Regions from separate parts of the Mus musculus genome. Here all the other regions are linked to region 1. Evidence: chromatin contacts called from public Hi-C, HiChIP or PLAC-seq and promoter capture Hi-C data. All regions are on one chromosome and are shown on one strand. Each heading gives the region's core, a stretch centred on a gene start, on an enhancer-like site or on the middle of the called end of the contact. The rest is flanking DNA. Distances are from core to core; before and after follow the strand shown.

Region 1 (3,258 bases), core at 417-2,916:
ACAGTAGAAATCCGCGTACAAAGCATTGTAACACGGTGCCTGGCTCATTGTGAGCAATTAATGTCAGTTTGTTTTCTTTTCCTTCATGCCAAGTGTGGGTTGCTAGGGGTGAGGGGTGATGTGCCACAGTGTTTATGTGCTTGGACAGAAAGAGAAGCAACTAAGAGATTGCTGAGAGAAGACTGTCGGTGAGTATAGATCAATTCCAAGTGCCTTGAAAAAACGCACAGCTATTTTATCCAGAGAGGCTGGTCGCTTTGGTTGATCGATTCTGGGCTGTAGTCAGCTCTTTAATACAACTTTTTATAAGCATCCGTTACATCGTGGTGGAAAACGTAGGGAAGCCACCTCTGCTCCATCCTCCTGCAGCTAAGCAGTAAGCGAAGTCTGCAGCGAGGGGGATGGCGGTTTGGAGTCCTCAGACTGGGACGGCCCCGAGCTACTCAGTCCCTTGCTCCAGGTTCAAGTTCCCGGTGTCTGGCTGCTCCAAAGCGGCTAGCGCCTCCTCAAAGTGTCTCCCACAGAGAGACCAAAAGTGCTGGCCGGGCGGGGGTCGCCTGGGTTCAGGGGCACTCTGGCATTCAGTGTTCTACCACGCAGAGTAGGGGGTCGGGGGAAAGTTTCCAACTCTTGCTTGATGAGCCTGGACGCAGCACTAGACTGACTACTCTTCTTGTCCCCAAAGTGCAACCTCTTTGGGTCCATACTTTGCACTTCCCCGCGCTGCAAGCACTTTTTATTTAAAAAAAAAATTTTTTTTTTTTTTTTGCACCGGGCGCGCGCTTGCGCGCGGGCAAAACACCTAGAGGTACTTCAGAGTAGTTGAGCCAGCAAGAGCTTCAGGAGTGGAGGAGATAAGGCACTCCGGGAGCAAGTGTCCGGAGAAAGGTGCCTGCTACGCGTGCGCGCGCGAGTCCTCCGTGCGTTTGGCGGGATGTTGGGGCAGCCTCCAAGCCCTCGAACTTCAACTCCACACCGGCCTGTGACCGACCCCTCCAACACACCCCCCACAGCCTCTGGAGACCCCTTCCGCCCCCAAGTGCGCAGGCCCGGCCGCCCCAGCGCGCATGCCCTGGGCTCGTGGAGCGGTGGCCAGCCCCTCAGCCTTTTTGCTTTCCACACACTCTACAACTAGGGGAGGGGGGCGGGTCACGTGATCTAGCCCGGCCCGAGGCGCGCGGGAGGAGGGGGGACGGGGACGCGCGTGGGAGAGAGCGGGGGGGGGGGAGAGGCGCGAGGGGAGGGGCTTCTCTCGGGAGCGCGCAGCTAGTGGTGCCTGAGTGGAAGGGGCGGCCCTCGGGAGCGCGCCCCGTGGTGCCGGGGGTTTTGGGGAGGGGGAGAGAGAACGAGGCGTGAGAGATTCTCGGGAGTCCGCGAAGGGGGAAAGGGGGGCGGCCCTCGGGAGCGCGCCGAGTGAGGCGTGAGGGGAGGGGGTAGCTCTCGGGAGCGCGTGCAGAGCCAGGAGGGCGGTCCTCGGGAGCGCGCGCAGAGCGAGGCGCGAAGAGGGCGGTCTTCCAGAGCGCTCGCCGGTGAGCGAGCTCGAGCGCGCGTGCGAGAGAGGGGGAGAGAGAGAGAGAGAGGGAGAGGGAGACGGCAAGCGGGCGGGCGCGGGGCTGGGCCGAGGCGGGCGGCGGCGGTGGGCCGGCCGGAGGGGGAGGAGCGGGCGCTGTGTGAGCGAGGCGGGCGGAGGATGAGGCCGTGCCCGGGCTCTGGCTGCAGCCGCCCGGGGACACGCCGTGCACCCTCGGGCTCCGGGCTCCGGCGGCGGCGGCTGAGGCAGCGTTAGCTGAGAGCGAGCGAGCGAGTGAGCGAGAGAGCGAGCGGCATCTCGCAGCGCTTCTTCCTCAGGCGGGGCGACGCGAAAAAGAAGAAGAAGAAGAAGAAGACGAAGAAGAGGCGGCGGCGCCACCACACCGGTGTATCTCGGGTTGGAGACTGCTCTTTGCTTTCCTCGTTGACTGACTCACCCCCTCCCCCTTTATAATTTTATCTTAAATTTTTTTGGAAGAAGGGTGACCTCTGGAACTGGGGGTGGGGGGAGATCTACAATTTGTGTGTGTGCGTGCGTGCATGTGTATGTGAGGAGGGGGTCGGTGGCACGCGCCAGGCTTTGCAATTCTTCTCTTCTTTCATCTTTTTCTCCTCCTCCCCCCCTTGAAGACCGAAAAAAAAAAATCCCACAACTGCTTCAGCGTCCTCCTCCTTCCCTTCCTCCTTTCCTCGGGCAACCTCTGTCTCCGCTTGTGATTGCGTGGTTATGCTCCCCTCTCTGGGGGGTCTCGCCCCTCTCAGCTCGCTCTCCAGCCCTGGCTTCCCTTGGATGCATTTCTTAAAAAAAGACTGGGAGCCCGGGAGTGAGTTTTTCTGCGAGGCGAGTGTGTGAGAGAGGCGGAGGTGTGGGGTGTTTTCCTGCACGAGGGGGCGGGTGAAGTTCATTGCCACCCACCCCTCACTTCACCGTGACCTTTTCGGACCTCGGGCTTTTTTTTTTTTAAAATTTTTTGGGGGGTCTCTAGAGAAAGGGAGAAGCAAGGCGATTTCAGTGGTGGGGAGAGAGCATGGCCGCGGGGAGGGCTTCCCCAGTCTCTTGATCAAAGCATTCCGCTATTCTGATTTATTGCCTGCTTGGTGAGTTATTTTTTTCCCCCTTTCCTCTGTAAAGGAGACCTGTGTGTTCAGCCATTACTTTGCTCGGCGCTGTTCGCAGGCATCTCCGACCCTCGGTGCAGAGGGGAGCCCCACACTTCGCCCTCTCGCTTCCCCGTCCCTCCCTCCCCGTCTCCCCGCCCCTTCCCCCTTTTTTCTTTCTCTTTTCCCCCCTGCCCTCCCTTCTTGTTCTTCTTCGGATTCTTTTTTTTTTTTTTTTTTTTATTTCTCCCAGCCGCTTTCTCCCCCGCGCCCTTCCTCGCGGCGGGAGGGAAAAGCCCGTGCAGGAGGAAGGGGGGCTCGGTGTCAATTTTTTTTTTCTTCTTGGGGTGTGTGTGTGTGTGTGTGGCCGCGGCCCGAGCCTGTGGCGCGCGGGTAGGTGAACGGGGAAGATCCCCGGCGCGGTTAAAAGAACCATGGATGGCCCGACGCGGGGACATGGACTCCGGAAAAAGCGGAGGTCTCGATCACAGCGAGACCGGGAGAGACGCTCCCGGGCCGGGTTAGGAACCGGTGCGGCGGGTGGTATAGGAGCCGGCCGGACCCGGGCTCCCTCGCTGGCTTCATCGTCGGGCTCCGACAAGGAAGACAATGGAAAGCCCCCATCCTCCG
Region 2 (3,258 bases), core at 371-2,870, 430 kb before region 1:
AGTCATATGACTAGTCTTGGGCTATAGGGTTACTAAGTCTCTACCTCTGAGGCTAGAATGATAACTAGGTTTTCAGGCCCACCCTGGATTTATGTAGGTTCTGGGGAATCCAAATTCAGGTCCTCAATTTGCTTAGACAGTGAGCCTTTTGTACTGGTCAGAAGACCAGAATATTCTAAAACAGGAAATAGGATGATGCTCATACCAGCTCATGGGCATGGAAATGCATTGTGAGTCAGATGCCATGCGAAGAATGTTAGACATGACTTTGAACTTCACAGTGGCCACAATAAAGCAGGCTCTGTTGTTACTCTTTGACAGATAAGTTAAGACTTGGCAAGAGGAGATCAATTGTCCTGGTATTTCAGACACCACAGCCTGAGATGCAGGAACTATTGTATTGCCTAAATGACCAAACGTAATAGCTTTGAAATGTTGAAATGGGCAGAAAGCACAAAAATATCATGGGGTAGTTTTTAAAGATTTACTTTATTATTTTTAAGTGTGTGTGTGTGTGTGTGTGTGTGTGTGTGTATGTGTACATGTGGGTACAGTACCTAAGAAGGCCAGAAGAGGGCATCATATCCCTATGGAGTAGATCTTCCTGAAGTTGGAATCACAGTTAGGTAGTTATAAACTAGCTGCCACACAAAGGGCTGGGAACTCAACTCTGACCCTCTGCAAGACCAGCACATGTTTTTAACTGCTAAACTGTCCACTCCCTTCAGTTATTAAAATTTTATTTCTGTATGCTTATTTGGATATCTGTGTATGAGCATGCAGGGGCCCAGCACAGTGACTCACTTCCTTCACCTCTGTCCCACATTCTTCTAAAATGGCACCACCAGACTTAGGTCAAGCATTTTAAACACGAGCCTGTGGGAGACATTCAAAGCCTGACACTGACTGGCCACTTGGGGAAGTATTGTCTGACTCTGTGATAAACTCTGCCCTCCCTTTCAGGGCCTTCCCTGAGAAATGAAGAATTTCATTTGCTGCTGTTGAAAGTGCTCGAAGCAGAGAGCCCTCAACAAGTACTTCATCCGGGGGCTGGGAGATGGTTCCCTGCATCAAGTACTTGCTCTGAGTTTGAACACCAAAACCATACAGAAACACTAGGTATGATGGTACATTGGAGACATAAAACAAGAGATCCCTGGGGCTCGCTGGCCAGCCTAGTTCCAGAGGAGTTAAAAGACTCTGTCTCAAAAAGAACAACAAAGGAGGCAGATAGAAGATGCTCAGTGGGTAAAGGCACTTACCACCAAACCTGATGACTCGAGTTCAATTTCCAGCATCCGCACTTTAGGGGAGAAACAGCTCCTACAAGCTGAGCTCCACAATGCACCATGGCATTGTGGCCTGCTTACACACACACACACACACACACACACACACACACACACATACACCACATACACAGGAGGCACACGTGAAGAACAGGAGGACATGTATGGCTCCCCAGAGGCAGGAATGTGGGGACCAGCAGACAGTACAAGAATGAGTGTTTCAGGGATGAAGCCACCAACTGTAAGGACAGGAGCAGAACAGAGTGGGACAGTCGCAGATCGACTCATGGAGGCACGTCAGCTGCCATGGGCCTTACAATGGATAAGCTGATTCCTTCTGGCTCAGGGATGCTGCCTTCTGGCCTGGAGCCCCACACAGCCTCTTTCTAAACCACATCCTCAAAGGCACAAGCTCAAAGGAATGAAAGCAAGATGTGTTTTCCAAAATCGAATTTCCTAAAACCCAAATGGCGAGTCAGGAACCAGCATGAAGAGGCGCTGTTGCCTGGTGAACTTGGAATGGAGCCCAGGAAGGAGGTTGGGAGGGTGTGTGTGGGGGGGGGGGGCTTTTCCTAGGAAAGGAAAGTAGCCCGCTTGCTAGCTACTCCCTGAAGCTCCAGGTCCTCCCAGCAACCAGCTCAGAAATTCACACTCCCTTCCTGTATGTTCAGAGCTCTTCCAGGTCTCATATCTGGGGATTCTGGTGGGCCAGTTCACAGTAAATGTGTGATTTCTTTCCAGGGGACACATAAAAACAATGTCTACCCTTTCCCCCAGGGTCCCAATGACAAATGGAGGCCTGATTCCAGCAAAATTCACAATGGTAACCAATGATTTTTTGGAGGTCATGTAGAACATAGCTGAAAGGTTACTTACATGGGTACTGGTCCCTAGCCTATCCCTGTAGCCAAACAGAGGGAGCTCCTCTTCCTTACTCTTCCCTGGCCTTTTCCCCAGGGCACAGGCAATTTAGGCAGAATTGTGTACAATAGGTGGTGCAGAGCAGCTACTCAGGTGAGAGTCTCATGACCCTCCAGCCCTCCATGAGGCAGTATAAACAATCAACAAGCCCAACTAGATGATCTTTTATTGGGGGGTCTCAATAGCTCCCCATAAGATGGCTATTGCTTTGCTCCAAGGACAATCAGGACAATGTGAAAACCTGGGAGATCAACCCTGGTAAAGTTTATTCAGATGAAGAGCATATCAGCTTAGGATAGCACAGCCAGTCTCCCTGCGCTTGGCCGAAGCGTTCATGGGATTTGTATGTTGTGTGTGAGTGTATTGTACGTGTGTGTATTGTTCAGATTTTGCATATGTATAGGTGCACAGGGATGTGTGTATAAGTGTATATGTGTTGTGCATGTGTGTATATTTTGCATGTGTATAGATACACACGAGTGTATGTGTGTTGTGCATGTGTGTATGTGTATATATTTTGCATGTGCATAGATATATATGAGTGTATGTGTGTGTGTTGTGCGTGTGTGTATATTTTGCATGTACATGGATATATGTGTGTGTGCATATGTGCATGTGTGCGTGTGTGCATGTGTGCGTGTGTGCATGTGTGTGTGTGTTTGGACATGGAGACCTGAGGCTGATGGCAGGAATCATCCCCAGTCACTCTTCAAACTATACAGTGAGGCAGGATCTCTGAACCAAAGCCAGATGTCACTGATATGGCTAGTCTCCCTAGCCAGCTTACTCTGGGGATCCCTGATCTCTGCCTTCCAAGGCTGGAATAGCAGGTGGGTCACCATGGCCACCTGGCATTTATATGAGTTTCTGGGGATCTGAACTCCAGTTCGCAGTAGTCAAGCAAACACTCAAGCACTCAGCCATCTCCTGGTCCATTTTTTGTTTATTGAGACAGTCTCTCACTAGGATATGTGCACATGCATAGACCACACACACATATACACAGTGTATGCCTCCTCCATGTGCACACATAAGAAAATCCTAATCC
Region 3 (3,258 bases), core at 413-2,912, 430 kb after region 1:
TCAGGCAGGCATCAGAGTCAGTGTGATTCCCGAGTCTGTCCTCAAGGTTGTATGATTTTGTAGTCAATGGCCCAGGGCTTGAATAATTTTCAACATGAAAGGATCTGGAAAACTTGTCTTTTAGATGTTAACAGGGAAAGTTTTGCATTTTTTTGCTGTTTTTTTGGGTCTGTCTGTAAGTGTATGCCATGTGCATGCAGTTGCTCTTAGAGTCCAGAAGAGGGCGTCAGATCCTGTGGCGCTGGATTAGTGATGTTGTTGGGAGGGGCTCCATACAGGTCCTGTTGAGCAGACTTCGTACCCAGGGTGTTTGCAAGAGCAGCAAGTACAGCAATTGTCTGCAACCACCCAGCCATTTCTCTAACCCGGAAGTAATATTCTAATATCCAGGGATGTGAGTCAGTTTGTCTTTTTTGTTTATTTCTTTTGTTGACAGTAAGCTAGCCATGTTATTTTTGTCAACCTAGGATATATTCTTGGATTCTTTCAAGGACGGTGTTATACAATGTTTGTGCTACTGTTCCAAATAGCCTCTGAGAGGCTCCACCCAGCAGCTGACTCGGACAGACAGACACTCACAGCCAAACAGTTGATGGAGCTCTGGGACTCTTGTGGCAGAATAGGAGGAGGGATAGCTAGCCGCAAAGAGAAGAGAGACTCCAGAGGAGGATCAACAGAGTCAAGAAACCTGAACCCTTGGGGCTCTCAGTGTCTGAACTACCAACCAAAAAACATGCACATAGGTAGCAGATTACAGTTTGGTTTTCATATGGGTCCTGAATAACTGGAGGGGGGCTATCCCAAAAGCTGTTGCCTATACATGAGATGTGTTCTTCTAGCTGGGCTGCCTTGTCTGGCCTCAGTAGGAGAGGATGCACTTAGCCCCTCCAAGACTTGAAAGGTCGGGGGATACCAAGTGGGTCCACACCTGCTCAGAGGAGGAGGGGAGAGGGTGGAGGAATGATCATGGAAGGGGGTAACTGGTAAGGGGGCAGTAAGCATGATGTAAAGGAAATAAGTAAAAAAAAAAGAAGATGATGAAGAAAGAAAGAAAGAAAGAAAGAAAGAAAAAGAAAGAAAAGGAAAGGAACAAAGAATTTATTTAAAGAACCTTTGTGGGTTGACTTAGTAAATAATACACCCTCTTGTCAACTGACGCTTTATTCTTTTGTAATTTAATAACTTGTTACAGTTTTTGGAACACTGGAGAAATCAAGTCTTCAATAAATCATTCAATAGTACATGAGTCTTCCTCACAAATATTGAGCATACATTTTTAAAAAGTGTAGAATTTTACCCCCAAAATGTCATATTTAGAACTAAGAAGCCTAGAGTCACTACATAGTATAAAAAAAGAAAGCATGGTAAATGGCTTCAGAGTTCTTATAGCTCAGTTACTCTTGGATTATGCTAATTGAAAAGTTATAAAATGGTATTAAAAAAATAACGCGTGAAGAATTATGCATGAAACACTAGGGCATTTTTCTGAAGGAGAAAAGAAAGCAGTCATTCTCACACCAGCAGAGGTTCAACACAAGGTTCTGGCTGGAAATTCCACGGCTCCTATTTCTCCCTGTTTTTCTTGCACCAGATGGCACTGTTTAGTTCTCTTTTGCAGCCTTGTTCTGGAACTTTCTGTGGGAGAATCTGTTTCAGTCCAGGCTCACCAGTGACACCTCCTATATCCCACATGAGGCCTTTGTGGATGCTTGAGAGAGGCCTTGACTCATGTGTAGCTGTGTCTCGCAGGACCCACGGCAAGCTTGTTAGCAGATCTGAATAAATCCACGGATGGATGGGAGCCTGAATTTTCCTCCCAGAGTTCAGCGGCTGTTTTGATTCCAGACGTCTTACAGTGGTGTGGTTTTTCAGAGTCTTTGCAGGCGGCTCTTATTATCTGATGCATCTTAGATGTATTATATGAGTAAAAGTGTGTCTGTAGTCATACAGACACAATCTTTTTTTATGAAGTCTCTTGGAGCTCTTAAAATGCTCTTTGACATTCGGTAGGACTTCTGTTCCACAGCATCATTGAGTTATATTAGCTTCAGATATTAAAACTCAAAGAACGTTTTGTGCCATTTCTATTTATTCCTAGGGCTGGTTTATAAAGAAATTACTGCAGACCTTTGATGTCACTGTGTCTGAGGCTAGCTGTTCTATCTCCTCCTTGCTACTGCTGTCAGTACAGTATGCCTTCAGGAAAGCAGCCTCAGCTCACTCCTTAATAAGAATGCCAGTATCGCACTGTGGTCCCTCCCCTTCCTGATTCTTTATAAGCATATTATTTTGAGGTGTTTTTTCTTTTTAGACTTTATTAAATGCTGATGAATGTTTTTGCTCGTCTGTATGTCTGACTCCACTAGGTCTGAACGGGTCAGAAGAGGGCATTGACTTCCCTGGAAATGGAGTTTCACTTGGTTGTGAGCCTCCATGTAGGTGTTGAGAATTGAACTTGGGTCCTTTGTAAGAATCCGTACTCTAACCTCCTGAGCCATCTCTCCCACTCCTATTTTACTTATTTTAGTGTGTGTGTGTGTGTGCGCGCGCTGCACGCATGTGTGCATGTGTAGATAGGTAGGTGTGTGTATGTATGAGTACAAATGTCTGCATAACACAGAAGACAATATTAATTTCCCATGGAGCTAGAGTTACAGGTAGTTGTGAGTTGCCTAGTGTGTGCACTATGAAACTCTGGTCCTCTGCAAGAGCAGCAAATGCCCTCAACCACTGAGACATGTCCTGGTCCCCACTTCTTTTCTACAACTCTTTTAATTTAATTTAATTGTGCTTAATTTTGAGATCAGGTCTCATGTAGCTTTGACCTGCAGTCTGTAGCTGAAGCTGACCTTTAGCTTTTGACACCCCCCCCGCCCCCCCCCCATCTCAGTGCTTGGATTACAGCTGTGTACCAGCACACCTGACCTCGTTTTGTGACTAATATACATGCCTGGAGCATCATCGTGTGATGCTCTCATGAATGATGCTCCCATGAAAGCTGCTTTCCCTTTCCTGTTGTTTCTCAGAAACAGTGGATTGTTGACACTCACTGATATTCCTGTAAATGCAACACTTTTTTTTCTCCTTCATCCTGAGTTTAGCACTGATTGCTGCTGTCCTTCGGTATTTCCTTGTTCTGGGTGTTCTTGGTTTTTGTTTTGTTTTGTTTGGTTGGTTCGTTGGCTTTGGAGTTCTACGATTTAGAGGTGGGAATAGAAAAAGAACACGTTCTGAACTGGGGTTTTAAATGCCTCTCCA
Region 4 (3,258 bases), core at 415-2,914, 410 kb after region 1:
ATGTCCAGGGTGTTCCCCTGCCCTCTTCAGGCCTCTCAGGGCACCAGGCCTGCAGGTGGTACACAGACATAAGTGTAGACAAAACACCCATACACATAAAATAAACAACAATGAAGATACTATTACTACTACTACTACTACCCCCTGGAACTCGATGAAATCAAATAAAAAACCTTTTCCCCCTAGTTGTTTTTGGTATTTTATCATAACAATAGAAAACAAACTGGAAGAGACTGGAAGGGAGGTGTCAAAGGGAGTGGCTGGAATCTAAGGTAAGATTGTAGTGCCCCCCCCCCCCCCGATTTCTATGAAAGAACATTGGCATGTCTGATTTTTTTTTTTTTCCTGAGAGAAACAGATGGGAGGGAGAGAGGGAGGAAGGGAAAATATGTGCACAAGAGAGTGTACCGATACCTGTGGAGAGAGCAGGTACTCCCTTGAGGAATTGCAAGTGGGGTTCTGAGCTACTCTACCTGCAATTCAACTGGGATTCATACCTGGGTCCCCTTCAAGAGTAATATGTGCTTTGTGGTTAAGAGCACAGACTATAGATCCATTTCTCTCTGGCCCCAATAGGTCTCTTGATGTTTTCTAGCAGTTATTCACATCTGCTCTGATGATGGCAGAGTAGTGGCTCTTAGGCTTGGAGATCTGTGTCTTACTTCTGAGAGTAGGAGAATCAAGTTGAGGGTCATCCTTGTCTGCATAGTGAATTCAAAGCCAGCCTGAGCTATATGAATCCCTGTCACAAGAAGCTGGGAGAAAGAAATTTTGAAACCCTGACCTCTGGTCTTGTGTTGCATCCACCTGTTGCTCCAGTGTGTATCACTGGTCATTTCATAATTGGGTATGATACAGGGGTTCCACTTGGATCAAAAGAATAGTCAGTCTTGGCCCCCTTTCCCTGCTCTCTTTCCCTTTCTGTTTTCCTCCTCTTCTTATCTCTCCTCCCTTTCCTTTCTCCTTCCCCCTCTTCTTGTCCACTTCCTCCCACCCCCTCCTCTCTCTCCTTTCCTCACCCCTCCTCTTCCCTCAACTACTCACCCCTTCCTTCCCCCAGGAAGCTGAGCCAGCACTCTGTGTTTAGCATTTGATAAGTGAAATATAGGACGTATCAGCCTCTGCCAGGCCAAGAAAACAATGAGCAGGATAGGGCGTGTAGAGTGCCACCTCCCAGCACTCTGTCCCCTCTCTCTCACTGAAGGATTGCTTCCCTGTCAGCTGCCAGACCCTTAATGTGCTGGCTCAGCTTGCAGAGGATCAGTCACAGCTGACAGGCCCTGCAGCTGCAGGTGTGGTACACAGAGCTCTGGGTGGTACCTAGGACATCCTTTGTCTACTGCCAATTGCTTCTGCAAGGGAGCAGCCTCCTTAGAAAGTGGTGAGTACAGCTTCAGATGCAGCCACGGATTCCTAACACTTTCCTTTCTTTGGAGCCTCCATGTGTTGCCTTCCACATCCTTTGCCCGGTCTTAGTCACAGCCAGCAACCAGTGCTTTGACATTGGCACTGTGAAATAGAACTGGGCAGAGAGGCCCAGGGGCTGCTTGTGAGCCTCTGTGGGCTTGGCTCCTAACAGTATGGGATGCAGATTGGCCTTGCAGAAGGATGTTAAATAGTATACTCAGAGGAAGTGCTTGTGGATGCTTCCAATGCCTAATTGGAGATCTAGCTAGGCAATTTTCTTCAGCTTGGCATGGGACGTTCTGGCTGTTTGTAGATGGTGCTTGATTTATACCATGCCAACTTGGTTTTTGGCAGATCCTCTTTAGTGCGTTTATTCTAGAGTTGGAAGCACATCCTAGCTTCGTGAGTGTGTGGCTAGGAGGAGCTTTATAGCTAGGAGGTGATAGATGGCATTTTCAAGGAAGTAGGCATTAACACGGGGTCCTCTTTAATGTATGTTAATAGACATTCAGATGAGTTCTTTATTTTGGAATTAAGGGAGGAAAGAAACTACAGGAGACAGAGAGGGAGTTGTCTAGTTGAAGCTCTGTTAGATGCCAAGAACTTGGCTCTTTTAAACTTCTGCCATCGTCGTACTAGTTTTTATGGTAGTTTCATTATGATGCTGTGATAAAACACTCACTGACCAACAGCAGCTTAGGAGGGAAGCTTATTTGGTTTACACTTCCAGGTCACAGTGCATTAGCAAGAGAGGTCAGCGCAAGAACTCAAGGCAGGAACGTAGCGGCAGAGAGTGCAGAGGAATGTTGCTTCCTGACTTGCTCCTGGATTTGAGTTTAGTTAGCTTTCTTACATAGTCTAGGACCACCTGCCTAGGAAGGTGTCAGATAGAGTGAGCCCCTGCATCAGTTAGTAACCAAGGAGATCCCCTACAGCCACAGGTCTGATCAGCAGGCTCATCAAGGAGCCTTTCTTTCATAGGACAGTAGCTTTATTAGTTTGATATGACCAGTGAGAACAACTCATGTTTGTGGGTATGTCTGTTTCTTATATGTTGTTTTTTAGGGTTGTTTTTCCCCAAGATTGTCTTTTATTGTTTTCTTTTGGCTGGGTTATCCTTGTGGTTTAACTAGTGTTAGTATCTCTTACTGGTCATATATTTTAGCACCTTTCTTAGCACTCTTCTCTCACTTTTCATGTTTCTCAGGTCTTACTACCTCCTAGTCCTCAATCTGGTCCTGTGTTACTGGCTATCAAGTGTAGACGCTAGACTTCATTGTGCTCTGTCTACAGTTAACATGTGGTCACCTAAGAATGTGATAGCAATGCCTTTAACAACCTAAGATGCTGGGTAAAAACAGAAGGCGGGTGTTAAATTTGGATATCCAGTGTGGAGAGATTTTACAGATTTCCTTGTGTGAGAGAATGCATTCTTGATGAATCTGTTGTTGCTCCCTTGGGAGGTTAAGAAATAGTGTAGTGAATATAGAGAGTATATTGCCCTATAGTCGAAACAAGATGGTCATTAGTCAAATAACCAAGGCACTCTTAGCTGCTTCTTTACCTAATCCAGGCACTGTAAACCTCAAAGGTATATGGGAAATTATGTTCTTTCTCTTTTTTGCTGTTTTAAGTTAGAGCGTGTAAGACACACTCTAATTGCCTTCAGAGCTGTTTGCTTTTAATACTAAAATAGCTGTTTAGAGGTCATTGAAGCCTCCTGTAATGTGGAAGCAAGGCTGTCATGTTATCGGTCCCTTTGGGCTTGATCTAGATCTGTTGCTAGGTTTGTTCTTCTCCTCTTTCTTCAGAGCCCATCCTCCCATAGGGCTGGAGCACTCCCTCCTTCTC
Region 5 (3,258 bases), core at 193-2,692, 380 kb before region 1:
AGAATCAACTCAGCCTGAGGAGTTCCCATAACCTCCTAGGAACCTCTACTCAGATAAAACCAGATTCTTGGATTTGACACAGGAAAGAATTTCAAGGAAGTCGATATGAAGCCAAATTCAAGTTTATTTAGAGATATTTTTAATACAGGTTTTTAAGCAAAGGGATTAAGAGAAAATGGATGGTCAGGAAAGATGGGATGTACCCAATGTGGGTATGGGCTTTTTAAGGGAGAGTCACGATTATATGTGTGAGCAGTCAAAATGTATATCATTTTTGGTGGCTCTCATGTTGCATCTCAACCAGTTGCTAAGAAACTTTCTATTCTTTCCTCTCTCTTTTTAGTAAGTGTGATTATAGGGTGGTGCTAAGAGGGTGTCTTGTGGATGGATTTATAAACTGATAAGCTTAAACCAGAAACCTCTAGGGTGGCACAAGGGGTTGGGACATGTCCTGTTCCTGTAAATGGGGTTTCTGGATAGAGTTCTACAGGTTTACAGATGGGAAGGAGGTGAAGCAAACCTTAATTGTGCAGGGATTCTCAGCTGGTGAAAGGCATCTAACTTAGGGTTTCTATTGCTGTGAAGAGACACCATGACCATGGCAGCTATTATACAGAAAAGCATTTAACTAGGACTGGCTTACAATTTCAGAGGTCTAGTCCACTGTCATCATGGTGGGAGACATGGCAGTATGCAGGCAGACATGGTGCTGGAGAGATCGCTGAGAGTTCTATATTAGGGTGAGCAGGTAGCAGAAAGACAGTGAGACACTGGGTCTGGCTTGAGCAACTGAAACCTAAAAGCCCACCCCCTGTGACACACTTTCTCCAACAAGGCCACACCTACCCCCAAAAAAGCCACACCTCCTTCAGAGGTAGGCATAAGAGCGCTGGTATGGGTAAAATCAACATCATGTTAAGTACACACAGTTTGCTTGTTTAGAAAGCACTCTTACCCAGACCAGGCCACCTCCAAATAGTGACATGGTTGGGAATGACCCTGACTTTCTCCTCCTGCTTACACTGCCCAAGTGCTGATATTAGAGGCATGTGCCACCACTCCAAATCCCATGACACTGAGAATGGAACCAAGGTTTCACGCACATGCTAGCTGAGCATTCTGCCACCTCCTCGGTCGGTCCCCGTTTGTTGTTTTCTTTACTGTTCTCATTTGAGTTACTTCTTGGGGAAAATGCATATTGTCTTCTTAGACAATCACGATTCTCGCTGACGGTTCTTGATGCTCAGCCAATAGAAGCTGCAGACTAGACCCCCGGATGATGAGCTTCTTTGCCTTCCTATATGCTCTTAATTTTCCCTGTCTTTTTATTCTAGCTCGGGAGTGATTGGGTTTCTTCATCCAGGGATATCCTACCAGGGCGGGCTCCTCTGATGGAATCAGGTCCTGAGGAATGTGGAAACGCCCCCCACATTCTTAATTCTGACCCAGAGGCAGTAACAGCCTAGACACTTGACTGCCTCTGGCAGCTGGCTTAACCCAGCCCACATCTGTGTAAATAGTCCTGTCTCTCCACTCCCTTTAGCTTCTCCTTTGGAGTACACCATCTGTTTCCTGCAGGGACCCGACTGAGACAGATGTTTACATAAATACTATGAGACTAAAGGATTTAGATCAATCCTGGAATTATTTCCCTAGTGAATATGGTGTTTTATAGAGGGTCTCATTTGTAAACTTAACCAAAGGATTTTATAAACGACTATCTTAAGAGATGGTTTTGCAATCTCTTCTCCTCCACAGATACTTTCAGGAAACTTAAATTTTGGGGGTTCTATCCTCCTCTATATGGGGGCTGAAATCATCACTGATGGTTGAAAGATTACAAATTTGGGGCTCAGAGGAGACTCAGAGACAGCTTTTCCTTTTAATAAAAGGTTTATTAAAAGAGATACTAACAGCATAGATGGACAGGCAGAAGGCCCCATGGCAGGGGCACTGAGAAGAGCTCTGACTCATGCCACATACTGAGTGTCCTTTTTTAACAGTAGAGAAAAGATGTCCTATACCATGTGACTGAAGGGCAGTCCATGGAGCATGGTTTTGGTCAGGCTGCCTCTGATTCCTGGCTGGACAAGGAGAGATGTCCTGTTAGCCTGGAGTTTGTATGCAGAATTGGCTATGACAATAGGGAGGGCAAGAATCAGGAAAACCAAGTTAACGGAAGTGAGTGAGCAAGGCTGGAGAGAGTCCCCAGTGCTTAAAGCAATTGCTGCTTTTGGAGAGCACCTGAGTTCGGTTCCCAGCACACTTGTTGGGCAGCTCACAACTGCCTGTAACTCTAGCTCCAGGGATTCACTCTCCTGGAACACCAATGTGCAGCTGCACTCATGATAGCCAACCCACATCGGGCTTCACACACTCCCATTTCTGAACAAAAGTTCAGACTTCTCTTATCCCTAACAATAAAATTTCAACAGTCCCTATTCAAGTGTCTTCCTTAGTATCCATTAAGAAAAACTGAATGGCTGATCCAGTCTGAACTGGTTTTGGGTACATGCCAGTGAGGCAAAGTGTCTCCTTCAAGTACACTTTTGGGAGAATCTTCTACTTACCAGTGAAAACCTGTGCATAATTGGGCATGCACAAGATTAAAATCAGATGCATTTTGGGATGGGGTATGTACAGTGAGAAAATACATGAATCAATCAATCAATCAATCAATCAATCAATCAAAATAGAGAGCCAGCCAAACCAAACTCTTTAGTAACCCACGCTTCTTCCATTAGGTCCCAGAAAATGGGACCCAAAGCTGTAGGGACCCTTGAGTATTCTCACTCAGGTTGCTCAATGACAATAGGGACAGTGCATCCTTCTATAATCTGCACTAGCATCTCGCTCTACAGAAAACTGACTTGGTCTTGTCAGTCTGGATGAGTCCCTGCTTTTCAGTTCTTTGGATAAGAGGTCAGGAACCCGGAAATGCCTGCTCAGCCCCTGACCACTGCTAACAGTTCCACCTCTGTGGGCACAAATCCTGTATTAAAGATGTGGGCTGTATTTTCTTCCTGTCTGTACCCAGTCTTCCATTCTCTTCCGCATGTTTCCCATAGAGCACTTTATACTTTAATAGAATCAATCTTACCAATGTGTTTTTCATGGGTCATGCTTCAGTTTAAGGATAAATGGCTCCTTTCCCCAAACCCATGCCACAAAGACTTTTTTTTTCTTCTAAAACAGCACTTCTCAACCTGTGGTTCTCCACCCTGTTGCGGATCACATATCAGATATTTACATTACAAT
Region 6 (3,258 bases), core at 351-2,850, 350 kb before region 1:
GATCATAAGCTCCAATCCAGCTTGCGGACATAGCAAGACTGTCTCAAAAACAAAGGCTGGGGATGGAGTGAGAAAGCTAGGCTGACTCCATGATAGGCTTCAAATAAAGTCCCAATACTTGGGAAGCTGAGACACGAGGAAATGCTGTGAGTTTGAGGCTAATTTGTACTAAATATAGTATGTTGGGCAGCCTGGGCTACTGTGCAGAGCCTTGTCTCCAAAAGAGAAGGAGACTGGGGGGTGGGGAGAGAAGAAGAGGATAAGGGGAGGAAGGAAGGAAGGGAGGGAGGGAGGGAGGGAGGGAGGGAGGGAGGGAGGGAGGAAGAGAAAGGAAAGAAGGAAGGAAGAATGGTTTTAGTTAACTTGAATTTTGAGTTTTAGGGGTCACACAGCAGTACTGTGCACTGTCTCCCACTGGTTTTGATGTAGACGTTGCTTAGGTTCCTCTGCAGCGACCTTTAGGGCCTTAATCTTAGGTTAGAGTCTACCAAGTCTGCATCTAGACATGGGGATCATTTGAGAAATGTTTTACCCAAAACTAACAGGTAGTTAACTTGGCCTAGCTTTGCTCCAGCTCTCTTTCCCCACTCTAAGTATCAAAGGTACTGTCACAGGATTTTATTACTGTGAAGAGATACCATGACCAACGCAACCCTTAGGAAGGAAGACATTTACTTGGGGCTGGCTTACAGGTTCAGAGCTTTAGTCCATTATCATCATGGCAGGAAACATGCAGCATGCAGGGCAGCATGTTTCTAGAGACTCTGGAGCTGAGAGTTCTACAACTTCATCCATAGGAGACATCAAAGCCTGTCTACACAGCGATGGACTTCCTCCAACAAAGCCACACCTACCACCTACTCCCTATGGCTAAGCATTGAAACACCTGAATCTACAGGGGCCAAACCTATTTAAACCACCACAGGTACCTACTTCTCAGGCACTGTGAACATCTATCTGTCTATGAAAGGAGGGGAGCAAGGTGGTATCCAATCCTGTGAATGATCTGTCCCTTTTCTTAGAAAAGACACAAATGGTCATCTCTTTTATTCGCCTATCTGTCTCTTACTTTCATTATTTCTCTTACTGTTTGATTTTGTTGTGTTTAATGTAACCTACTCTAACCTTGAATTCACTGTGTAGCACAGGCTGGCCTAGAACTCCTGATCATCCTACCTCAGTCTCCTGAGTGTTGAGATTTACAAGTCTACACTACCATGAAGAGATTTTTTTCCCTCATTGTTTCTGTCCTTCATTGAAAAGGAGCTGATTTTTTTACGTCAATCTTCCTCCTCCTCCTCCTCCTCTTCCTCCTCTTGAACCATCACCACCACTACCACAACCACCCCTTCTTCACCTTTATTTCTCCCCCAAATCTATGCCTCTGACATTGATTTTCCTAGGGGAAGAGCTTCCAGACCTGGGTCCAAAAATAACTTTTTGGGGGATTTCTCTTTTATATAATTTTTCTCCAAGTAGAGCATCCACATCCCTGCTCTCAGAAATTCCTTGGCAGAGGTGCTCAGAGGGAATCTGCCTTAGAAGGCAGAGCATAGAGCAAACTAGAGCTGGAGGTGGTGACACTGTGGATTATATAACCCTTCCTTCCTGCTGCTAAGAGCCCAGGCAGGAGGAACGGGGATGCCAACTTGGCAGTAACACTGTGGGCCCTGTGCCTGCTGGGGAAGGGCTCCAGAGAACCATCTGGGCAGACTCAGCAACCATGGCCTCCTACCAGAGCCTTCTCTGTTCCCAGTCACTGCTTCCCTTGCTGAAATTTCAAGGGTTTTTCAAAGCAGGGTTCCCTAGGCTTACTGCAATGGTTTGTACAAGGAGTGGGACATGGCTCAGTCAGTAAAGCTTTTGGGGCACAAGCATGAAGAACTGAGTTGGAACGCAGGACTCAAGGCAAAGAGTCGTGGTGGCATGCACTTAAAATCCCAGCACAGGGAGTCAGGAGGAATATTGACCAGCTGGAGCTCACTGGCCAGACTGCGTAGGCAGATCAGCAACTACAACTCTGAATTCCACTTATAAACACACACACACACACACACACACACACACACACACACACACACACACACATACAGAAGGGCCGGGGGTAGGGATCTTGCTGTATTTGACCTTCAGAAACAAAAAAAGTAGGGCAAGGCTTAGCCGTATGAAACTGGCAAGCTTTCCAGAAGATTCTAGAACATGTCAAAGAGTGAGAACCATTGAACAAATGGAAATCCTAGTCTAGATATCTATCCATATGCATCATTAGACTGGGTCTCATTCCATATGGAACATCTTGACTGTGCAGCTAGCCCACGTCTAAAGAGAAATTGGCCACTATCTAGAAGTGGTCAGAGGCATCTCCAGGAACAGACCAGAGAGAAAAGTGTGGATCCCTACCAGGTATACTAGGACAAGGTCTCATCCCAGCAGGAACCAGGAAAGCAGCATCTCTCAATGAGACAGAACATAGGGAAGCCAGAACCTCAGCCACTCATGTCAGTAATAACTCAGACATCATCTCCAGCTGGTTTATGTATCTTCCAATCAGGACTGTCTCAGGGGCTGGTAGTGATGCTCTCTTACTCTGATGGTTAATATTGAGCCTGAACTTGAGAAGGTCTAAAATCACCCAGGAGACAGCCCTCTGGACATGCCTGTGAGGGGCTTTGTAGAAGGAATTAACTGAGATGGGGAGTCCCACCCTGAGTGGGAGATGGATGGACTGGGTCCTAGAATAATGAAAAGGAGAGCTGAGCCCCCACATCCTCCGCTTCCTGACTGTGGATACAGCTAAAACGGCCTCCGTCTGGGGCTGCCATGCTTCCCCTACCACGAGAAAGTGTAGCCCAAGACACTCAACCCTTCCTCCCAAGTTGCTCCTATCAGGTGTCTCATCTCGGTGACTAGGAATTGACTAACATATTCAGGTTGTTGGATAGGACCGTGCTCTTACAAAGGGGAAGGGCTAGGAGGAAAGAGTGGATGGACCTAATCTAATCTTGCAGGTTTCCAAACCCAAGGACCTTAATCCCCGCAAGCGATGGATCCTGAGAGCTCACCGAGGCAAATACAACTGAGCAACTGAAACAGAAAATCCTGAAAGTGAAAAAGATCCCTAAGACATCACAAAAAAAAAGCTCCGAGAAAACAATGTTAATTAATGAAAAATATGTGGGATGCATTTCTCTGAAAATAGACACAGCTCTAAAAGTCAAGGGAAGGAAGAGGCTGTGAAGAGCTGCTCTGGGGAGGGGA
Region 7 (3,258 bases), core at 365-2,864, 310 kb before region 1:
AAAGAAAGAAAGAAAGAAAGAAAGAAAGCTAGAGCTCACTGCACAGCGTGTAGGCAGCTTAGCTGATTGGACAGTGTCTCTTTCAGGTGTCTCAGGTGGTCTGATCCTCTTCTAGACAACCTGGCTGGTCTGAGCCTCTTCTAGTCTTGTCCGAGAGCATCTCTCAAATAGTCCTTACTGCTTATATATACTTGGAGAAGTAGTCTGGTCAGTTTCAGGAACTTCCTGGAACTATTGAGTTGCCCCCCCCCCCGCCCCGCTGAGTTAACGAGCTTTCCTGGAAGACAGGCTGTTTCACTTCACTTTAGAACTTCTTGTGTCTTAATGAGCTTAATGAGCTCCAATATAGAATATTTTATCTTTCAGGAAATTGCTACAAAAGAGGATGTCAGGGTAGGAACTCAAAAAGATACTGTGGAAGAATGCTTCTTGCTGGCTTGATCTACAGTTCACGCTCAGCTAAATTTTCTATACAACCCAGAACCACCTAACCAGGGAATGGTATCACCCACAGTGGGCTGGGCCCTCCTAAATCAATTAATAATTCGGACAATTCCACATGCACACACATGCCCATAAGCCGAGCTGATCTGGACAGTCCTCAATTGAGACTCCCTAGTCAGGTGATTCCATACTATTCCAACTTAAGAGTGAAAGGTAACTATGCTAAAGATAACATACTAAAACCGAGGAAAAGAAATCCTTTATGTCGGGTGTTTTGGCACAGTGAAGAAACAAGAAACCATTACACTCTCTGTGCAAGTTACCTCCAAAATTGACAGTAATAACCAAAATTAGAAACATGAATAATTACAGAGGCCAAATGCTGGTTGACACTTAATTCTGGTAGTAAGAGTTTTCTTCATTTTTAGATCAAATATTCTCCCCCGTAGAATCTGTTTTATAGAGTGGTAATCTAAGACAGAAGGATGAGCATAGTCATTTTTAATTGCTATAATGCACACAATTGCCTTACCTTTTTTTTTCCTTTGTAAGAATCTTACACCAATGTACACTGTCTCTTTAAAAGTCTTAAGGCAGAAGCAGCAGGCAAATGTGGTACTGTCAGTTTGGTCTGTACAGTTCAGTGACTTGGCATTGATGGTGTTTAGTTTGGAACCTGTGTGGTAGCCTGACCTATTCTAGGATCTTAGCTTTCACTACATTTCAATCCCCCCCCCCTTTTTTTTTCAATTAGCTGGGAAGGCAAGAGGGAACGTGGAGAGGCTGTGGGAAGGGGAAGAGCGAAGGACCTGGAACTCAGTCCTCTAGGAGCTACACACAGAACTCCTTGAGCATTTTAACCAACCACAAGCCTTGCTAGAAAGTCAGGAACTTGAGGCTACAGCCACAGTCTGGCTAGAGATTTCACAGCCATTCTCAGCCTGGTTTCCTTGGGCGTGGCCATGGGATACATAAAGCAAAGGCCACATGCAGCTTTTGGAATTTTCTGTCTATGAGAAGACCTATTCAGGAGAGAAATGATCCCATTCTTCCAAAGAGAGAAGCTATCTTGAAGAGAGAAAAATTGTGAAGGGAGGAGGGAGAAGTGAGCTCAGGCAAGTAGCCAACAGCATGCATTTATAGAGGGTAGGAATGTAAAACAGATGTTGTTCAGGAATGTAAAACATTGCCCTGGGAGCCCCATCATTGGCCTCTGGAGAGAAGGGCTTCTCAGATCCAGGCAAATAACACAGTAAGTCACAGAAAGTTGCATACTCATCAAAACCAGCCCTAAGCTATGGCTCTCTTGGGTTGCCCAGTGCCCTGTTTCCCCATATTTTTTGTGGCCGTGCATTATCTTGCATTGCTCTGAATAGATGCTATTCTCTAACTAGAAATGAAGTAGTCTCCGTTGTTCTTTTTAAGATTTATTGTTTTTATTTTTAATTATATGCACACGGGGGATGTGCATTATGCACGTGCAATTGCCCATGGAGGCCAGAAGAAGGTGTTAGATCTCCTGGAGCTGGAGTTATAGGTGGTTATGAAGCACATAATGTAGATGCTAAAGACCAAAGTTGGGTCCTCTACAAAAGCAGCAAATGTTTTTAACTACGTAGCCATCTCTTCGGTTCCATGTCAGTCGTATTTTGCAGAGGCAGAAAGAACCCAAGCTCTGAGAGCAACAGGGTGTTCTAAAACCCCTTGCTAACAAACCCAGTGGACTTGGTCTGTAAGAATGGAGATCTAAAATAGCAAAAGGACAAAGGCAATTGTATATAAGTCCATTTTCAGTTGCTGTAACAACAGAAGATGGGGAGTCTTTAAAGAAAACAAAAAGGTCTTATGTAGCTTTTATTTTCAGTGACTAAAACTCTAAGGTCAGATTGTCCCCATCTTTCTAGCCCGTGGTGATAGCCATGGCATAGCAGAGAAAAGGGGGTTTGGCAAAGGGTGAAAGAAACCAAGCATGTAGGTAAGCTTACTTCCAAACAACTCACTCTAGCAAGAACTTACCTATGCCATGAGACCATGATTAAACTTTCTAGGTATGATGTGTCCAGTAATCTCATCATCACCTAATAAACTATAGTTCTTCAACGTTCCATCACCTTCCCAATACAGCCCACTGACAACTCATCTGCCACATGAATCTGTGGGGTCTGTGATGGTTCCTCATGTCATCTTGGCCAGATTTAGAATCACCTAGGAGATAAGTCTGAGTGTGTATAAGAGACTTTCCAGGAGGGTATGAATGAGAGAGGAAGACACACCCTAAATGAGGAAAGAACTTCCCCCATGTGCTGGGGACATGGACTGAATAGAAGGTAAAAGGCAAGCTGATCACAAGCCTATCTATCTGTCTGTCCTATCTGTTTCCTGACTACAATGCCATGTGACCAGTGGCTTTGTGCTCCTGCCCGCATGCCTTTCTCACTACAGCGAACTGTGCTTTGAACAATGAGCCTTTCCTTTCTTCAGATGTTACTTTTGTTTTGTCATTTTGTCACAACAATGAACAAAGGTTCTACTATAGGGGAATAACACTCTAACAACACCGGACCTTTACAATCACTCCTAACAAAGTGGTTTAAGCACCCACAGAGAAAATGGTGAGGTCCAGGCCAATGGCCGTGGCCACTGCTGTGGACACCTCAAGAAATGTCAACTGAGGGCAACTGAGATGCCTCCACAGGTAAAGGTAAAGGTAAAGGTAAAGGAACTTGCTGGTGAGGCTGACAACCTGAGTTTGAGCCCTAGAACTTATATGGTAGAAGGAGAGAATTGACTCCCACAAGTTGTCCTCTGACCTCC

What was found. Promoter capture Hi-C pulls out the DNA fragments that hold promoters and counts their contacts. Hi-C and Micro-C count contacts between places; a contact is called where the count stands out from the background. HiChIP or PLAC-seq counts read pairs in DNA pulled down with a chosen protein or histone mark.
Region 2: a contact with region 1 is called in a Hi-C map of neural progenitor cells, with 4 times the contacts expected there. The contact joins the enhancer-like site here to the promoter of Auts2 in region 1. A contact is called at or near these places in 1 of 39 promoter capture datasets (hippocampal neurons), 1 of 484 Hi-C or Micro-C datasets (neural progenitor cells), 4 of 115 datasets of contacts at active chromatin or transcription factors (craniofacial prominence, embryonic forebrain, embryonic stem cells and 1 more) and 1 of 9 other capture datasets (adipose tissue).
Region 3: a contact with region 1 is called in a Hi-C map of cortical neurons, with 4 times the contacts expected there. The contact joins the enhancer-like site here to the promoter of Auts2 in region 1. A contact is called at or near these places in 1 of 39 promoter capture datasets (hippocampal neurons), 6 of 484 Hi-C or Micro-C datasets (cerebellum, cerebral cortex, cortical neurons and 2 more) and 8 of 115 datasets of contacts at active chromatin or transcription factors (astrocytes, craniofacial prominence, embryonic forebrain and 5 more).
Region 4: a contact with region 1 is called in an H3K4me3 HiChIP or PLAC-seq map of forebrain, with 4 times the contacts expected there. The contact joins the enhancer-like site here to the promoter of Auts2 in region 1. A contact is called at or near these places in 1 of 39 promoter capture datasets (hippocampal neurons), 2 of 484 Hi-C or Micro-C datasets (ganglionic eminence and nephron progenitors) and 8 of 115 datasets of contacts at active chromatin or transcription factors (astrocytes, craniofacial prominence, embryonic basal ganglia and 5 more).
Region 5: an H3K4me3 HiChIP or PLAC-seq map of embryonic limb bud shows a contact between it and region 1, with 3 times the contacts expected there. The contact joins the enhancer-like site here to the promoter of Auts2 in region 1. A contact is called at or near these places in 1 of 39 promoter capture datasets (hippocampal neurons) and 6 of 115 datasets of contacts at active chromatin or transcription factors (craniofacial prominence, embryonic basal ganglia, embryonic forebrain and 3 more).
Region 6: a promoter capture Hi-C map of hippocampal neurons shows a contact between it and region 1, with 3 times the contacts expected there. The contact joins the enhancer-like site here to the promoter of Auts2 in region 1. A contact is called at or near these places in 1 of 39 promoter capture datasets (hippocampal neurons), 4 of 484 Hi-C or Micro-C datasets (cerebellar granule neurons, cerebellum and cerebral cortex) and 6 of 115 datasets of contacts at active chromatin or transcription factors (embryonic forebrain, embryonic hindbrain, embryonic limb bud and 3 more).
Region 7: an H3K4me3 HiChIP or PLAC-seq map of embryonic limb bud shows a contact between it and region 1, with 3 times the contacts expected there. The contact joins the enhancer-like site here to the promoter of Auts2 in region 1. A contact is called at or near these places in 1 of 39 promoter capture datasets (hippocampal neurons), 1 of 484 Hi-C or Micro-C datasets (nephron progenitors) and 4 of 115 datasets of contacts at active chromatin or transcription factors (embryonic forebrain, embryonic limb bud, embryonic midbrain and 1 more).

The regions. Positions count from the first base shown.
Region 1 is chr5:132,541,628-132,544,885 of GRCm38.p6, reverse strand. Auts2 (autism susceptibility candidate 2) reads left to right here and starts at 1,666. Exons shown (of 20, transcript NM_001363480.1): 1 at 1,666-3,258. The coding sequence starts at 3,063.
Region 2 is chr5:132,969,698-132,972,955 of GRCm38.p6, reverse strand. No RefSeq gene overlaps it. Among named protein-coding and RNA genes, the nearest start is that of Gm36528, 210 kb to the right of the region's middle. Within about 2 kb of position 1,620, at least 10 of the 459 cell types and tissues checked have an H3K27ac peak or open chromatin away from gene starts, as enhancers often do. A contact at or near this core is called in neural progenitor cells, where this site is marked.
Region 3 is chr5:132,112,060-132,115,317 of GRCm38.p6, reverse strand. The region is part of intron 2 of Auts2 (autism susceptibility candidate 2); the gene reads left to right. Among named protein-coding and RNA genes, the nearest start is that of 4930563F08Rik, 230 kb to the right of the region's middle. Within about 2 kb of position 1,662, at least 12 of the 459 cell types and tissues checked have an H3K27ac peak or open chromatin away from gene starts, as enhancers often do. A contact at or near this core is called in cortical neurons and forebrain, where this site is marked.
Region 4 is chr5:132,134,512-132,137,769 of GRCm38.p6, reverse strand. The region is part of intron 2 of Auts2 (autism susceptibility candidate 2); the gene reads left to right. Among named protein-coding and RNA genes, the nearest start is that of 4930563F08Rik, 260 kb to the right of the region's middle. Within about 2 kb of position 1,664, at least 15 of the 459 cell types and tissues checked have an H3K27ac peak or open chromatin away from gene starts, as enhancers often do. A contact at or near this core is called in forebrain, where this site is marked.
Region 5 is chr5:132,921,790-132,925,047 of GRCm38.p6, reverse strand. No RefSeq gene overlaps it. Among named protein-coding and RNA genes, the nearest start is that of Gm36528, 170 kb to the right of the region's middle. Within about 2 kb of position 1,442, at least 18 of the 459 cell types and tissues checked have an H3K27ac peak or open chromatin away from gene starts, as enhancers often do. A contact at or near this core is called in craniofacial prominence and embryonic limb bud, where this site is marked.
Region 6 is chr5:132,891,198-132,894,455 of GRCm38.p6, reverse strand. No RefSeq gene overlaps it. Among named protein-coding and RNA genes, the nearest start is that of Gm36528, 140 kb to the right of the region's middle. Within about 2 kb of position 1,600, at least 35 of the 459 cell types and tissues checked have an H3K27ac peak or open chromatin away from gene starts, as enhancers often do. A contact at or near this core is called in cerebellar granule neurons, cerebellum, cerebral cortex and 1 more, where this site is marked.
Region 7 is chr5:132,854,192-132,857,449 of GRCm38.p6, reverse strand. No RefSeq gene overlaps it. Among named protein-coding and RNA genes, the nearest start is that of Gm36528, 99 kb to the right of the region's middle. Within about 2 kb of position 1,614, at least 25 of the 459 cell types and tissues checked have an H3K27ac peak or open chromatin away from gene starts, as enhancers often do. A contact at or near this core is called in embryonic limb bud, where this site is marked.